Linked DNA regions of Mus musculus: region 2 is linked to region 1. The links are chromatin contacts, called in public promoter capture Hi-C maps. All regions are on one chromosome and are shown on one strand. Each heading gives the region's core, a stretch centred on a gene start, on an enhancer-like site or on the middle of the called end of the contact. The rest is flanking DNA. Distances are from core to core; before and after follow the strand shown. Region 1 has its middle 46 kb from the start of Bace2. Region 2 holds the start of Fam3b (family with sequence similarity 3, member B).

Region 1 (4,301 bases), core at 1,289-3,788:
ACAGAGAAGGCTGAAGCCAATGTCCTGCTCAGTATTAACCAGTGGGAGGTGGTACAAGGTGCCACTTAAGGAAGGAGTGCTTATAAAAGGGAATCTCGTGGTGTTAACTGTGACATCAACTGCTAGAAGCTGGAAGAGGGGATCTGTGAGGAAGAATGGGTGACTTCTAGTCCACTGGTGGCTAGGTTAGTTGAAAGCAAACAGCAGTTGCTTTCCTACACCCCCCCCCCCGTGTGTGTGTGTGTGTGTGTGTGTGTGTGTGTGTGTGTGTGTAGAGAGAGAGAGAGAGAGAGATTCACAGAGCACTTACATGTTGATGGCACAAAAACCAAATCTGATTCATGCAGCAGACAATTATTCAGCTATAAAAAGACCGTCCCAGTACATACTCCAACATTGCATGCATGAAAAACAGTGCATGTTACCACTTACACATAGACCATAGGTTAGAGGGTTAACAGACAGAAGGTAGAATGGTAGTGGTGACTGAATGAAAAGCGAGGCCTTGGCTGCTCCACAGTGTGGTTGGGGAGAAGATTTACTGTAGACATGAGAGAGAACATAGCCAGAGGCATCTGGAAAGGTCCTGGCTGAACAGGGCCAGTAGACTGAACCAGGCCATGGGAGAAGGGGATGGGAGAGCAAGAGAGGAAATGAGAAAGAGGAGAGGAGAGGGGAGGGAAGGGGAGGGGAGGGGAGGGGAGGGGAGGTGGGCAGGAGGGATCTCAGGACTGAGAGCATGAGAGAGACCAAAAGGCTGCATAGCCAAAATGGCTGAAGTTGTATAGGAATCAGAGACACTGCAGGGAGGAATGAAGCTCAGGAGCTGGAGGAGACAGGCTCAAGGCAAGGTGAGAAGTGCCTAGAGGAGCCAGGACTCTGCAACAAGGACTGGTGGTGCCAGGAGAGACTAGTCACCAGCCTCCACTTTGATATGTTAAATAGGTGCAGCTCAGCCTCTGTCCCTGTTTCTTTGAGACCTCACAAAGATGGTGTCCCCTGAGGCAAGCAGTCAATGTCTGGTAGAGACAGAGTGTCTGCTGGAGAAAATGGAAAATTCTAAGGTGGATGCTGGAGGTAGTTTATACAGTGTCAATGTGACACTAACTTCAGCCTAAAAGTTGTCAGGACATATAATTTAATGTTCTTGGAATAAAATCAACCTGGGAAGGTCATGTGCTGAGGTTACAATTTGTATGTGAGCTTCCTTAGTGCCTCTGCCTGCGGGACAGTTGGACAGGGTCTGAGGAACCGCCTGCGGAGAGAATGAGGGGTGAGGAACACAAGGACGGACAGCAAGTCTGATTGATCAAGCTGTCAAATTTTTATTTTTCCCAGGCAGGTTTTATGCCCACAGAAGCAGGGTATGGGGAGGGAGATGACGCAGAATCGCTCTTTGTTTCTGGGAGAACTCACCTGTTCCCAAAAGCAGGATATTGGCTAGGTAAAAAGTTCAGCAGGAGGAACAGAACAGAATGGGTTGCTAGGTACCTGTGCATAAGATCTATAGCTATTTGTTCTTAACTGAGGGTAGTATTTTCCCACGGAGGCCTCAACTTTCCCCACAAAAATCTCAACTAAGCTAATACTTTTCCACTAAGGCCAAAACTTTATAAGTAAGCACTTATGGCTGACAACGCAGTTAACATTCAAACAGGGTCAGTGGCTCCCAACACCTTAGGAAGAAGAACAACAGGGGAGGGGGGCATCTCACATGTTTATTTCCCAGCCTGAAGGTTAGCTGTTTGTTTTTTTGTTATCTTGTTTTGTTTATTTCTTTTCAATTTTACATAAACAACTACGGTTATTTAGAAAGGGAAACCTCAAAAATGCCTCCATAAGTTTTGTCTGTAGGCAAGGGTATGGGACATATTCTCCATTAATGATTGGTGTGGGAGGCCCTGGCTGACTCTGGGCAGTGTCACCCTGGGCAGATGGTTCTGGACTAGATAAGAAAGCAGGCAGAGAGGGTGAGTCATGAAGAACAAGCCAGTAAGTGCCCCTCATCCCTGACCTCATTTTCACCTCCTCCCTCCAGGTTCCTGTTTGACTTCCTGCCCTGGCTTCCTTTGATAGAATAAAGGCTGTAAGATGCAATAAACCCTTTCTTCCCCAAGTCGTTTTTGATCACTGTATTGTTGTAGCCATAAAAGGATAACAATCAGGTCCTGTTCACAGGTCACTTTGGCCCCAAAGGACTCCAGGCTCTATGGCATGTCTAGCTCAGCTCTGGGGAGTAAGGCTGAGAGTAGAATTTAAAGACCCACTGAGATAGATTCACAAGGAAGGTTAAAGATATCCAATTGCTGGGGTCTTTTGAATGTTAGGCCCAATTCTCTCTGACCAGGCAGGCTTCTTAGATGACCCGCTCTCAGGACCCTCATCTGTGTGTGTGTAAGTGTACGTGTATATGTGTGTGTTTATGTGTCTCTCTGTGTGTATGTGTGAGTGTGTGTGCATGTGGTAGGGGGCACTCAGTACTTACCTCAGAGCTTCTCTGACTAGAGAAAGAGTGTAGAGGGAAAGGTCACCCCCTGCCCCCTCCCCCACATCCTTCCTGTTCATGTAAACCAGAGTGCCTTGAACTTACCTCCCTGCCTTTGCTATCCTTTCAAGTGTGGGAATGTGGCAATTGCATGGAGGCCCCAGGCTCCTAGAAAATCTTCCCTGGGGGATACAGGGCCAATAAGTCACCTCTTTCATATGGAGGGCATCATAGCTTGTGGTTTTGGCTGCAAAAGGAAGCATGAATGGGGTGAAGGGTAGCTTGTGCTAGACTTTGCCTTAATTAGCGAAAAGCCTTGTGACCATTTTGGGGTGTGTGTGTGTGTGTGTGTGTGTGTGTGTGTGTGTGTGTGTGTGATGAATTCAGGTAGGTGTTTACTTCCTCCTCCAGGACCACTGTAAGGTCATGCCTACAGAGCTCCTAGTGTTAATCCTGGGAGTCTCAAGAGAGAAAACCAAACAAAACAGTTCTACAATTTTGAGCCAAACTGGAAGCAAGTTTTAACTAAATACTGACCAGGATGGATTTTGGTCAGGACCACTCTCTGGAATTCCCAGGGAGAAACCATAAGACATGTGTTGTAGTAGCATTTTAAAAACAAAACCATGCAGTCACTGTGTTTTCCCATGTGGCCATTGATTTAGTTAGGGTGTTACTGCTGTGAACAGACACCATAACCAAGGAAAGTCTTATAGAGGACAAAATTTAATTAAGGCTGGTTTACAGGTCCAGAGGTTCAGTCCATTATCGTCAAGGTGGGAGCAGGGCAGTGTCTAGGCAGGCATGGTGCAGGAGGAAATGAGAGTTCTACATCTTCATCTGAAGGCAGCTAGCAGATCCTGGCTTCCAGGCAGCAAGGATGAAGGTCTTAAAGCCCATACTCACAGTGACACACTTCCTCCAAAAAGACCATACCTACTCCAACAGGGTCACACCTTCTAATAGTACCACTCCCTGGGCCAAGCATATGCAAACCATCACAGTCGTCATTTGAACTGTACTTCCTGCTAATTTACCTTTCTCAGATCTCTGATGGCATTGATGACTAGGCTAACTGTAGCCCTGTCAGCTTGGCAGCAGCAGGCAACCAATTCCTTCCCTCAAGGCTGCAACCACCTTGTTAGTTGTCTAAAGCTACTAGGTCTCTTGTCAAGAAAAGGCAGGCAGGCTTGCGTTGCTAACAAGATAAGGCAAGGTTTCAGGTGTAACTTTGCACGAAGGGAACATGCTTTGCAATAATTGTTCTCAGTAATAACTACTTGTGACTCTGAAAAATGGTTAGATTTAAAAAAAAATAAGGTTTAAAATCCATGCAAGTTCTGAGTGTCTAAAAAGATGTTCTAAGGTATAGAGGGTCTGCAGATGTAAAAGCTTAAAAAAGTTCTGAGGGTCTCAGAAAATGATTTAAGATGTATAGATACAAATTCTAAAAGGCATAAAACATGGTTCAAGGCATGTGAAAATGGAAAATGTTTCAGATTTCTTTTACCCTTCTATGCTATTGTTACACTAAGATTTCAAAAATTCAGAGTTTTAACATTGACCAATAGAGTTCTGATAAACTGGTAGAACACTGACTACTTCCTATTCAGTCACAAGCTCAAGATTTTAAATTTCCTTTGGTTGTCTTCTAAGTATTGACTTAAAGGTACTTTTCACTGGGCTAAAACATCTCTGCCCAATCTATATATCTGGCTCTCTGAACAGAAGAAAAAAATGTTCATGCATTTTAACTTAAAGCTACAGTTTTTGCTAGGACTCAAAGGCATAAGTCTATTCTAGCTATTTTATAATG
Region 2 (4,553 bases), core at 2,054-4,553, 190 kb before region 1:
AATGGCTTTGCGCTACTAAGAGATTCAGTGCACTTCAGCTGCCTAAATGGCAAAGGAAGAAGTGAGTTGAGGTCTCTAGTACTTCAGGAATTTGAGTATCTATGAAGGAGGTCCTGTATTCTATAATACTGTTTTATGGTGCTCATGTGATCAAAGACTCCTGCAGTCTCTAAGTTGATGCATTGCTCAGGTTTCTTCTAGAGTGTAGCTTTTGCTTCTGTGTTTTCAAGTTCATGACTGTAGGTGGGGCTTTCTTCCCACAGACAAATCACCACATGGGTACTTTATCCTCTCAGTTTGAATCCTGATGCAGTTCAACTTGAATTCTCCTTCTTCTTGCCCCATCATACTAGCTATGGATATGATGACACATAACTGTTTGGAACTGTGAGCTGTTCATGTCCCTAGTTACAGTGCAAGAACTGAAACAGCCCAAACATTTGGACTTCACCTGTTTTCATTAGTTAGCTTTTTGTCTCTGTGTTTAAACACTATGACTAAGGTAGCTTAGGGAAGGAAGGGGTAATTTGGGTTGGTTCAGGAGGGCTAGAGTTCATGATGGCAGAACAGAGGCAGCAGGCAGTGGGTGTGGTGGCTAGAGCAGCTTAGAGTTCACATCTTGAAATGCAGGCACAAAATAGAGAGAGCAAACTGGAAATGGCTCTCTTAGAGCCCATCACCAAGGACACACTTCTTTTAGTCAGGTGACACCTCCTAAGCTTTTCCAAACAGCACCATCAACAAGGAGCCAATTATTCAAATGCCAGAGACTAAGGGGACACATTTCTCTTAAAAAACCACATACTATGTCTCTGGGGTTGAAACAGTGTCTGGTGTTAAGAGGTTTTTGACCCACAGATTAGCACTAGACAGATATGTCTGTGTTTTACTGGGATTCTCTGGGCTATGTCTGCCCCTCTGACCCCACAAATGGATGTACCCTCCTCCAGGTTTGGAAGAGTTCTATAGAGTCAGCTCTTCCACCATGCTGCATCATTCTGGAATACAAATCCAAGGGCATGGAGAACCTTTTGTTTACCTTATAGCTGGTCAGCTGAGAATAATTGAAACTGCCTCCAACTTAGCCAAGTGTCTGGCTTCCTCAAAGCCTTAAAGGACAAAGGGATCTTACACAGGTATTGATAGGCCTAAGTGCTGTGCTTGTCAGCTGTTCTTCACAGTGACAAAACACATGACAGAATTACCTTAATGGAGGAAAGAGTCAACTTTAGATCACATATCCCTAGGTGTTAGAGAAACAAGAAGGGAAGGAGGAAGGGGAATGCAGGGGAGGGGAAAAGAAGAGAGAAGGAACTCTTATGAAACACAAGTATGCGACAGACGATTTTTCATAGGCATAGTTTTAACTCTGAACAATGACAATTTCTGGAGATCTGTAATACAAACTTAGCTGTTGTAAAGGATGGTGCTGGAGAGACAGCTCAGTGGATAAGGACACTGGTTGCTCCCACAGATGACTTGGTTCAATTCCTGGCACCCACATCCATCAGTTACAGAGATTATATTGCTCTTTTTTGATCTCTGAGGGCTCCCACACACATATGGTACACGTAAACTCATACAGGCACACACATATACACATAATAATAAAAGGCTAAGCAGGTATCCAAAATCACATATAAATCTTATATATTTAAATCATAATTATAATACATAAAAACAAACCCATAGATAAAAGCTCCACCTCTGAATTCAAATGAGAGGAGGATGAAGGTAAGACTCTTGGAAGATGAAATAGAGGTAATGATAGAGTTGTACATTTGTCATTTCAAGCCATTGTTGAATTGAGGTGGAGGCTGACTTTGGTGCGCCAGAGCAATGAGTGTGTGTTCTGTAGTGTATATGTGGTGTTCTCAGCATTGGGACAATACTTAAGTCCTCAGGAAGAAGCCTGACTAAATGTCTTTGTCATCTGGTCCCTCTAATTTGGGAGGACTGGAGCAGGTGAGAACAGTGTGCTTTCTTTGTCTCCTTGGATGAAACAACACAGAAAGTCTCATAAACGCCACTGTACGAGAGCAGGTTAGGGAAGGGTTTATTCTAGCTCATAGCCCATTGTGGTGCTGCCAGGATTTACTAGGTATGTTAGCATATGAGAACATGCCTCTACAATGTTCTGGAAAAGGAAGTAGAAGTATTGGCTTCGTAGTGTTCTCATATGCTAGAGTACCTAGTCAATCCTAGCAGCAGAAAAATGAGGTCAGTTGTGTTTTCAGTCAGGAATCAGCAAGAGATGGATGCTGTTGCTTAGTACATTTTCTCTGTTTCATTCAGTTCAGGACCCTAGATCATGGAATGATGCCACCCATATCCAGGGTGGTCCCTCCTATTTTGATTAACTGATCTAGAAAACCCCTCAAACACATGCCCAGAGATTTGTCTCCTAGGTGAATCTAGATCTTGTCAAGCTGACGTTCAATACTAACTGTCATGTCATAGCCAATACTTCTTCCTTTTCCAGAACATTGTAGAGACATGTTCTCATATGCTAGAGTACCTTGTGTTGTATGACTCAACTCTTTGGGCTCCTTGGAAGAGGAGGAACAAGGATGGAATAGAATTCCTACAGCTGGACTGGAGTCTCAGCTTGCCTTAGTTACTTAAGACCACTGTGACTCTAATGAGCTAAAAAGTTCTGTGAAAACCTGAACCCTGGAGATTGAGAGGGTACTGTGCCTACTCAGGTGGAAGGGTGGGTAAACCTAGGAAGCCTTCACCCATTCACTTGACACCATTTCTGAGTCCCATGTCCTTGTATATACATATCCCAAGGGACCTGGAGCTCTTTCTCACCTCATTTCCCTAAAATAATCATCCCATCAGTAAAGAAGGAAGGGGTTGGCACCACACTGGGTCACATGTCAGCAAGGGGGCAGTGTGACGACTTTGGACACAATGTAGAGCCTTGGCATTTGGAGCAGGAGCTTTGCTCTAGGATTCTGTGTTCATGAGGCTTGAGCCAGTCTATACTTTACTGCCATTTCTTGTGAAACTAAGGTCGGGAATACTATTGTTAGGGGCGCCTTAAAGTAAACTCTTGGTGTTCTTTCTCTGATTACATTAGCTCTAGCCTTTGGCCGTCTGTAGCCCCAGGTGAACAGGACAGAAAGTGCCTCCTGCTTCTTAGGTGACCCTGGAGCTCCAGGGTGCTACCAGCTGTGCAGCCCCACCCATACCTGTTAGCCTGCCAGTCTGCCAGCTACTCTGAACCTTCCTGCTTTATGGATCCTCCCATTTGCTGGGAATTGGTCCACCCTTTTCTGCCTGCCCCAAGGGCGGTCATAATCTATGTGCAGCTCAAGCAGGTAGGCCAGCTTTCATAGGTCCCTGGGGATTGCAGCCAAGAGCTGAGTAGAAAGAGAGCAGTTTCTGGAAGATGCGTCCAGTTGCTACAGGTGAGTACCAGTACAGCTAGACTTGCTTCTGTGTGGGTGGAGGTGGCAGCATCCCTCTGCCTCCTTAACTGCCAAGCTGAAACAGAAGGTGAAGGCTCTGGACAAGCCACCTCTTGTGAGACCTAGGATCCTTGTGGGAACCAAAATCTGGGAGGTTAAGGGGTGAGAGCTGAGATTTCTGAGAGGGCTACCCCTCTCTCCATCTCTTCTTATTACTCAATGGGGGTGGGGTTATATTTACTCTCCTACCTACACAGTAGACATCAGGTGAGGGTGGGCAGGGGTGACCAAGATGGCTTAGTCCTGGGGACCATCCTATCAGAGTGAGAGGCCCTAGAACAAGGACAGCTGGGTAGGGGTTGGCTGCTAGCTGGGGTTAGCTGACCAGCTTAGGAATTTATGAAAAGTGGAAAGGACAGCAAGACAGCCCCATTTGGGGTTTACTTGGGGAAGTGAGAAGTGGGAACCCCGATTACTGGTGGTCTTGACAACACACAAGCACCCTTTCTTGGGTTTTTATTTTTCTCAGGGTCCTTGACATTGGCATGAGACTTGGGAAGACAGTAAAGGGGGAGAAAGCTCACTGTTTCCCTCAGCTCTTGAGTCTCCCAGAGCCTGCCTTCTGTGGATAGAGTTCTGTCATTCCTTGTCTCATTTACACCGTGAAGAAGCCAACTTCTCTGAGGGCAAGCACCATGGCAGTGGCAGCAGCGTGGCAAACACAGCAGGCGCTGTGCAAACATGGCAGACCTAGAAAGGGGAAGTGTCCTTGACTTCCCTCTCAGGCCTCTTTCCTGCTTCTGCACTGATTTGGGTGTCCTGTAGGGTAGGTGGATGGAGGTGTGTGTGTACATGTGCATCTGTATGAACAAGGGCAGCATGCATGATGTACTGTTGCAGAACAGTCCTCTTTGTGTGACTGAGCTCTGTGGTTTTTGCATAGTGACATTTCTTAGGGCACATCCCTGGCCCTGACAAATGAACATAAATGAAGCATGTCCCTCATATGGGACACTGGCTTTCATTCCTGTGCTTTTGGAAGAATGGTTTCATTATTTCCATATAGTACAGTTAGAAAATCATTTTCCTGACTACATATAGAAAGAGCTGAAGTTACTAGTTGTGTTCTCTCACAGA

What was found. Promoter capture Hi-C pulls out the DNA fragments that hold promoters and counts their contacts.
Region 2: a promoter capture Hi-C map of trophoblast stem cells shows a contact between it and region 1, with 6 times the contacts expected there. The contact joins the promoter of Fam3b here to the enhancer-like site in region 1. A contact is called at or near these places in 10 of 39 promoter capture datasets (the C10 cell line, HPC-7-derived erythroid cells, embryonic stem cells and 3 more), 2 of 15 datasets of contacts at CTCF or cohesin (embryonic stem cells and stem cell-derived epiblast-like cells), 63 of 484 Hi-C or Micro-C datasets (the Ba/F3 cell line, the C2C12 cell line, CD8 T cells and 22 more), 8 of 115 datasets of contacts at active chromatin or transcription factors (the HPC-7 cell line, bone marrow-derived dendritic cells, embryonic stem cells and 1 more) and 4 of 9 other capture datasets (adipose tissue, embryonic stem cells, liver and 1 more).

The regions. Positions count from the first base shown.
Region 1 is chr16:97,308,333-97,312,633 of GRCm38.p6, reverse strand. No RefSeq gene overlaps it. Among named protein-coding and RNA genes, the nearest start is that of Bace2, 46 kb to the left of the region's middle. Within about 2 kb of position 2,538, at least 59 of the 459 cell types and tissues checked have an H3K27ac peak or open chromatin away from gene starts, as enhancers often do. A contact at or near this core is called in the C2C12 cell line, CD8 T cells, the G1E-ER4 cell line and 7 more, where this site is marked.
Region 2 is chr16:97,503,686-97,508,238 of GRCm38.p6, reverse strand. It overlaps Fam3b (family with sequence similarity 3, member B), which reads left to right and starts at 3,303. Exons shown (of 8, transcript NM_020622.3): 1 at 3,303-3,416. The coding sequence starts at 3,398.